2 separate regions of the Mus musculus genome follow, and region 2 is linked to region 1. A link is a contact called in public HiChIP or PLAC-seq data. All regions are on one chromosome and are shown on one strand. The core of a region is the stretch at or near the end of the contact, and the rest is flanking DNA. Distances in the headings are between cores, read along the strand shown. Region 1 overlaps Ptprn2 (protein tyrosine phosphatase, receptor type, N polypeptide 2). Region 2 overlaps Gm5441 (predicted gene 5441).

Evidence for each region. HiChIP or PLAC-seq counts read pairs in DNA pulled down with a chosen protein or histone mark.
Region 2: an H3K27ac HiChIP or PLAC-seq map of SST interneurons shows a contact between it and region 1, with 9 times the contacts expected there. The contact joins two enhancer-like sites. A contact is called at or near these places in 3 of 484 Hi-C or Micro-C datasets (cortical neurons and ventral hippocampal neurons) and 3 of 115 datasets of contacts at active chromatin or transcription factors (SST interneurons, astrocytes and embryonic stem cells).

The regions. Positions count from the first base shown.
Region 1 is chr12:116,854,861-116,858,423 of GRCm38.p6, reverse strand. All of the region lies in intron 5 of Ptprn2 (protein tyrosine phosphatase, receptor type, N polypeptide 2), which reads right to left. Among named protein-coding and RNA genes, the nearest start is that of Gm31336, 99 kb to the right of the region's middle. Within about 2 kb of position 1,998, at least 9 of the 459 cell types and tissues checked have an H3K27ac peak or open chromatin away from gene starts, as enhancers often do. A contact at or near this core is called in SST interneurons, where this site is marked.
Region 2 is chr12:117,310,115-117,313,971 of GRCm38.p6, reverse strand. All of the region lies in intron 1 of Gm5441 (predicted gene 5441), which reads left to right. Among named protein-coding and RNA genes, the nearest start is that of Gm5441, 25 kb to the left of the region's middle. Within about 2 kb of position 1,706, at least 3 of the 459 cell types and tissues checked have an H3K27ac peak or open chromatin away from gene starts, as enhancers often do. A contact at or near this core is called in SST interneurons, where this site is marked.

The DNA of each region.
Region 1 (3,563 bases), core at 749-3,248:
CCATGGCGTGTGCCAAGGTCCCCCTTCCTGTTTTAGGCTGAGTGAGTCTCCTCCATGTATTGTTACCACATTCTGCTTATTCATAGATCACATGGTGGACATCTAGTCTTCCACTTTGTGCTACTTTGAATAATGCTATTAAATAACTGTATACTGCCAAGTCTGGAAGATGGACAAATGTTGGTGCATATAAGCCTAAGAGATGAATTCACAGGGTCATAGTATCATTATATTTAACACTGTGCAAAAGGTGCCAGCTTCTTTTGAGGCTCTATCAAACAAAGAATTGGGTTTGGAGTCTCTTCAACACTGTCATTTTATTATCCCTATAGTTACTTATACCAGCCATGCTTGTGGCTGGGAAGTACCATATCATCGTGTTTTGTGGTTGTTTTGTTTTGATTGCATCCCTCTGGTGGCTATTGATGTTGAGAAATCTTATGTGCACAGTGGCCATGTGTACATCTTTTCTGGAGAAATTTCAGAATCAGCTGCTTGTGCCAGTGTTCTCTGTGACTCGAGAGCATAGCTTTCTTGTAAACACAACTCCCCTTTAATAGAGATTCCAAGTGCCTTGTCTGGAGCCACTTCTTTCCCCAGATCTGACTATTCACTGAAGTGAGTCTAAATCCTACTATTTATGCACTGATGTCCTATACTGCAATGTTGCTGGAGCACATTATTACATACTGCACTGTTATTTACTAGTTTGTTCTCCACTTGACATGGCCCCTCGAATCCAGGAGAACATGTCTTCTCTATGCTTTCTGTAGCTAGAACAATGAAGGTCCATTACCTGAGCATGGTATGAAATGAAATGTTAGGCATCTCATGATTCTACTCTGACAAATGACCTCACCAACATTCCACAGACATACACAGTACATTCCAGTTTCGAGATCATCAAAACAAGGAAGGTTGTTCTGGAAGCCTACTGAGAGCTACCTTGATGGTAGGGAAGGTCCAATGGTCCCACCCCCACACATATTTTCAAACTGCATTCATTGGTATCTTTTGCCTTTATGCTTGGAGCACATGATCTATCTAAGTAAAAGGGAACAGCTCTGGATGAGGTTTGCAGCCATAAATGTCATTAATGTAAGTAGCTTAGACTCTTGCATGTGGTAATGTCCAATCAGGAGTGAATGAGAGCAGGAGAGTGAGGAGGGACAGACAGAGGCAGAGGCAGAGACAGAGACAGAGAAAATTATTGCTGGGTGTATACAGATCTACATGTGCATATGGAGACCAGAAGGTAGCATTATGTGCCTTCTATTATTCTCTGGTTTGGTATTTTGAGACAAAATTCTCACTGAACATGGACCTCATTAATTTGGCAAGGCTAGCTGGCCTGAAATCCTCAAGGGTGCTCCTGTCTCTTCCTGCTCTTCTTTGGAATGTGTCATCATGCCTGGATTTTACAGGAGTGCTGGGCACCTGAATTCAGGTCCTGATGCTCAGGCTTAAGGTTAGGGGCGAGTTTTCCTACAGCAAGCTGAAAGCTGGGAAATGTTTGACATGGGTGAAACATGTTCCTGTGAAGGAATTTGAACAGATCACTGCACCTTTTGGAAGTTACTTCTTCTGATGAAGGAGTTTCAACATTACCTCTTCGATTCTTTTTCTGCCGTTGTTATTGTTTCAAAAATGACATAACTCTATCATCTCAATGGTTTAGTTTTTGTGCAAGTCAAGCTGCAATCAGTTGTTCTTTTAGAAAATAATAAGTCAGAAGAGGAGGGGCTTGCGAGCAAGAATACTGTCAAGAGAGCAGCCCTCCAGCCATACCCCACAAGTCAGGTGAAGGAGTCAGCTGCAGGCTCTGCTGCTCCTCTCCAGGAGACTGTCTGCACACCGGGTCAGGTCACTACACCAGAGGCTGGGCCCTCATCCGAATGCTCATTAATGTGCCTGCAGCATCCTTTCCTCTCTCTGATGCAGCCTGACGGCTCTACTCAGAGGATCTCTAATTAGCGCCTCACATTGGACAGCTCCAGGGAGAGACACCAGGCTTCGTCCAACATCTGTGCAGCAGGCTGGGACGGACAATCTGCTTTCAGTGTATACACTCTGACTCAAATTAAGGGGAAGAGGAGGAAAGAGCATTCCAACATACAGCACAAATCAGAAACCCTGGGGAAAAAAATTGCAGAAAATGTTGGTTCCCAGTATCCCACTCCCTCATCCCACGTAATGGCTTTGACTCTCTGTTGCCCTCAAAGGAGGCAACTACAACCCTAAAGGCAGGTGACAATACCAGAAGGGGACTTGTTCTTTGGTGACTCAAAGGAGGGGGTCTATTCTAGACCCACCCTGACACATGCTCCAGAATAACTGAGCATTAATCATATGTAACTGGACAGGCATGGCAGACATCCCTTGGCCACTGCTTCCACCATTGCTTTAATCACTGAGCCTCTGACAGTCAGACACTCAAGCAGGTTGTGGAGGAGAGCTCCAGCTGTTCTCTTCCTTCCATCTTCTCTTTCACTCAGAGTTTAAAATTACAGACGTTTCCACAGTCTCTTCTACCTTCAAGAAGTTTTGAATCTCAACCTATCAATAGCAAGATGTTCCCAGGAGTAATATTGGGTAATCTGGAAAAAACCTAAAGATTAACAACCTAGAATCAAGAAGACGCTCTAGTCCGTTTCCAAATCAAGGTGGGCACTTGTGGCGTGAGAAGTTTCCAATCCTATGGAGGGCCCAGTTAGAGTGCTGGGTGAGGACCACCGGGAGGTATAACGTAACTGAGACTATTCCCAGAATTCTCTGAGATTTAGCAGGAGAGACTTTCTTCTAGGCACACACCTTACTCAACCATCACTGTGTGGGAAAGGGCAGAGCCACTCGCCACAGTGAGAAATTAACAGGAAAGACAGCACACCAGCAACTGCTGACATGGCTCTGTGCACTACACAGCTCTGAACCTCCCATCTGATTTCTTGAGCTGTACTATTACAACCTGGAAAACCAGAAAATAAAAGATCCCCCTTTTTTTTGAAAGTGGATTTAAAGATTAGGAATACGAATGGCAGATGTGCCTAGATTAACAGAGGACTCTGAGGAAGAATGTGGTGATGCCACTGTCCAGCCATGCTGTCAGCATCAGCATCCTCACCAGCATCAGCATCCTCACCACCAGCAGCATCCTCACCAGAAGCAGCATCCTCACCAGCATCAACATCCTCACCAGCATCAGCATCCTCACCACCACCAGCATCCTCACCAGAAGCAGCAGCACCCCAGAACCATCTACAGCATCCTACCTGTGAGCATTACCCCATATAGCATCAGCATCGTCAACAGCAGAAGCATCCCTACTATCAGCAGCATCCTCACCACCAGCATTGCTCTTGCCACTTTGTGCTGACCTTCTGGTGACCTTCTAGTGAAAAGAATAACTCTAACATGGCCCTATCTTCAAACAGCTTGAAGGTCAACTGACAAGCTAGGCCAGAGAAACCGATGGCAAATTAATACCACACTACACAGAGGTTCAGAAAAGAAATATTCTTCGGAATGGGGTGATTGCATTCAGTGTGGCTGGTCAGAGCTGAAGC
Region 2 (3,857 bases), core at 457-2,956, 460 kb before region 1:
GATGCAAGAGTGGCTGTTGTTACCTATAAATGTGTTTCACACAGCAAAGTCTGCAGTGTCTTATGCTGAGCACAGAGGTTGTTGTGCCCGGAATATAAAATGGCACCACAGAATCACGTGTTTGAATCCTTGGTGCTCAGATGATAGCAGTATTTGTGAAGAGACAAAGGAGCCAGGAATGGGAAGCTGAGAGCTTACATCTTAAATCACAGTCATGGAGCAGAGAGAAGAAACTATAAATGCAAGACTTGTTAATCTCAATGTCTGTCCCCAGTGACAAACTTCCTTCAGCAGGACTGCAACCACAGGTAAAGGAAATAGGTAAAACACTCAGGTGATACACTCTGGGGGCACAACCACCTTAGGAGGACACCCCATCGTCCCATAAGTCTAGAGGACCTTGGGATTAGTCAGAGTTGTCCAAATGATCCTAGCCTTGAGCAGAGCTGAGGAAGTGGAAGAAAGCACTGGGCCTGCATCTCAAGTGTGGGCATGTGCTCACAGTGCAAGTGGGACACCCATTCCCCAGCTTGAAAGGGAGTAGAAGAAGGTTGTGAGGTTATACTGGTGTCTCTTAGAATTTTCTAGAACTTGGGACAATACTTCTGTTGCCATCTTTCTCCCCTTTTAATGCCTAACTAAATTTAATTTATTGTGTGTGCACATGTGGGCATGTGCACTTGCATGCTTATGGGTGTGTATGTTCATATGTATGAAGGTGCACATATGTATGTTCATGTGGAGGCTGAAGGACAACCCTAGGTATCATCCTAAGGAATTCCACCTGTTTTCTTTAAGACAGTGTCTCTCATTGGCCTGGAGCTTACCAGTTAGGCTAGGCTGCTGCTCAGGGAGTTCTAGGAATCCTCCTGCCTCTGTCTTCCCAGTACTGAGATTACAAATGTGCAATCATGCCTGGCATGGGTTCTAAGTCAAACTCAGGTCCTTGCAGTTTCAAGACAAGAGTGTGCTGGCTGAGTCATCTCTTTCTAGACTTTCTCCCCATTGCCATTTTATGGCAGAATAGTTGTAGGAAGGGCAGGATAGCAATGTCTGTTCCTCATAGCTGTGTACCAGCAAAACATGTTGAGCAGCCATTGGGACTTGATCTGACCATCACAGTTTCTCTATAACCCTGTTTCCCATCCTTCTTTACCCCCTAGACTGTTGGCAGGGCAGGGTCTCAGCCTTAACCCTGAACTGATGTTCCCTGGGCAAGGAAAGGGCAACAGAGGATGTGAATGCTTTTAGAGACAGAGCTGCAGCCTGGTGGGAGGAGTCTTGGAGGTTGCCTCCAAGCTCCCAGAGGCTGCCTGGGATGGTCAATGGTTACACAAGGTCCTGGGCTCAGCACAATTCTATCATATTGTGAGGCTATTGACTGAAGGGTGTTTCAGGTGCTAGAACAGGAAGGCAGTGTCATTGCCAGACAAAGGATGTGTCTTCATGTTAGCCCATCATGCCTGCCACTCTAGGGTTCACAAGTTTCTCACCACACTGACATAGCCAGAGGTCATCAGTGGTGCTACTCACTCCCTCATACCGGTAGTTTGTGAAGTCAGTGCACTTGCTGACAATGAGTGAATTTCTTTCTCAGCCTCCGTCATTTTGAGCACCTCAATGTATTTAGAGAAACTGAAGAAGAAACTGTTAGGCTCTAATTTGGCACATTTTCTATGGAACAGCTGTGCATGAAGGAAACTGTACAACGGCACCAATGCAGAGCCCAGTTATTTGGTCAAAGGCGGATCTATGTGCTGCTGGGCAAGTCTCCATCTGTGAGAACTGGATTTGGAGCATATTGGAAAGGAAAATGCACAATGTGATCGTTTGATTCCAGGTGGGCAGGAAGGGACTGAGGCTGGAACCTGTGGCTTGTCGACAGGAGGACTCAGCAAGGGTGAAGTCTGGGTGACTCACCCCAGGCCAGCATCCACCACCCAGATAGGTGACAGGAAGCAGTGGGGACCCTGTGGCCTTGTGGATGAGGCCCCAGCATATTGTAACTTGTGTGGGATGAGACTAGAAAGCATTAGCAGGAGGAGGCAGGGGCTAGTGAATTCCAGGTACTCTGTGTTCAGGTCAGAGAGAATCTTGAGGTTTGAATCCACCAGACTGAGGAGGAAGCCTTTTTGACTGTGTCCTATCAGGTATGAAAAGAAATCAGGGCAACAGTCCTCAGGCGTCACCTGGGCTATCACGTAGCCTTCCACTCCCTAGGCTGAGTGATCACTCCTCTGTCCATAATGTACTTGTGAATGTACTCAAGTAGACACACACAAAGATGCATGGGTGCATACTACTTATAGTTACAAATATGCATACATACATATATACATACATACACCTCATACAAACACACACAGACACACAGACACACGACACTGTCACCTTGGCATTGTGAAGATACACCACAACACAGTGCAGGCCACACCTTTCAGCTCCTGTCTTCCCTGTTTCCTATGACCTCATAGTACAGGCTTGGAAATGGAAACTTTTAGTTTCTTTGGAAACTCAGTTGTAGCATGTGATATTTTTTTCCTGGAAACTGTCTTATAAGAGGATTTTTTTTTTTTTTTTTTTTTTTTTTTGCTAAAGCAGACACATGGGAGGGTGTTTTTTTCTGAGAACAGACACATGGTATTTTTTCTGGAGGCAGAGTGGAAAAAGGGCATGTGATGTTTTGCTAGAGCAGACACACTTGAGTGAACATATGATATTTGGAAAGGGTATAAATATAATCCAATAGCAAGTGGATGATGCTGTGTGGTATTGGTACACCTTTCCACTCTTTGATGGGCATTGTTTGTCATAGATTTCATAGATAGAAATGCACCAAAGAATTTTTGGTGGTGTTCTGGCGGCTGTAGAGGGAAGTGTTAATTTTTTAATTGGTTTATCATTGTGCCAATAAATAAGATGAGAACGAATTGCTGGGCAGAGGGGGGAAAGGTGGGATTTCTGATCTCAGGAGGAAGAGAAGGGATGAGAGAATGAGGGGGCTGTTTGGACCAGGTTTTGGAATGAGAAGGCATGACAAGCATATAAGGTCTTAGGGCAACCAGAACCTGTGGTGGCCTTGAATTGTTGATCCGGGATAGCTAATAAGTTCAGGGGAATAGATTTTTATGTCCATCAATTATGTTATCTGGCAAGTTTTAAAATACTAAACTGTCTAGTGTTTTCTATCTGAGGGGCTAAGGTGGGCAGGAGGAGAAAGAGAGCAACCAGGGCAGTTGTTGGCAGCTTGGCAAAGCTAGCCAGAAGGAATGGGCAAATTGGAATTGAGGCTAATGGCAGCCAATCTCAAAGCTAAGCCGGGAGTGGTCAGAGTGCAGGCTGAGCTCCTGGGAAGGAGGAATTGTGGTTTCTTAAAATTACACGCAACAGGTGACTTCTTGCCACTTCTGAGGCCTAGGGCCAATTGTCAGAACCTCACAGTTTCTTCTAGATCGAACTATCATTGCTGATTTGTAAGTAGTGTTTGCAAGTGGATCAAGCTACCACTGCTGATTCATGTGAACTGAACTGCTGATATCCTGACCACAGATTGGATTTGCTCCAAAGAACTATTTCTAAACAGTTCTAACAGGTCCACATCTTCCTTTTTCCTATTAACCTTTTTTCCCCACTACCTCTGGTGTGTGGTGGGCTAGAGGTTAAAGCATTTAAGTACACGTATTAAAATAGGATTTGAAAAATATAAGCCTACAGGTAGCACCCCACTTTGGGCACCAAAATTAGTACAACCAATTCAAGCTTATGTCCGACTAGCTTACAAATAAATGAGACTGGAGACTATGCTTGTGTTATTTGGCTTTGACAATGAATAGGGAACCCCTAATCTTCTCTTCTAA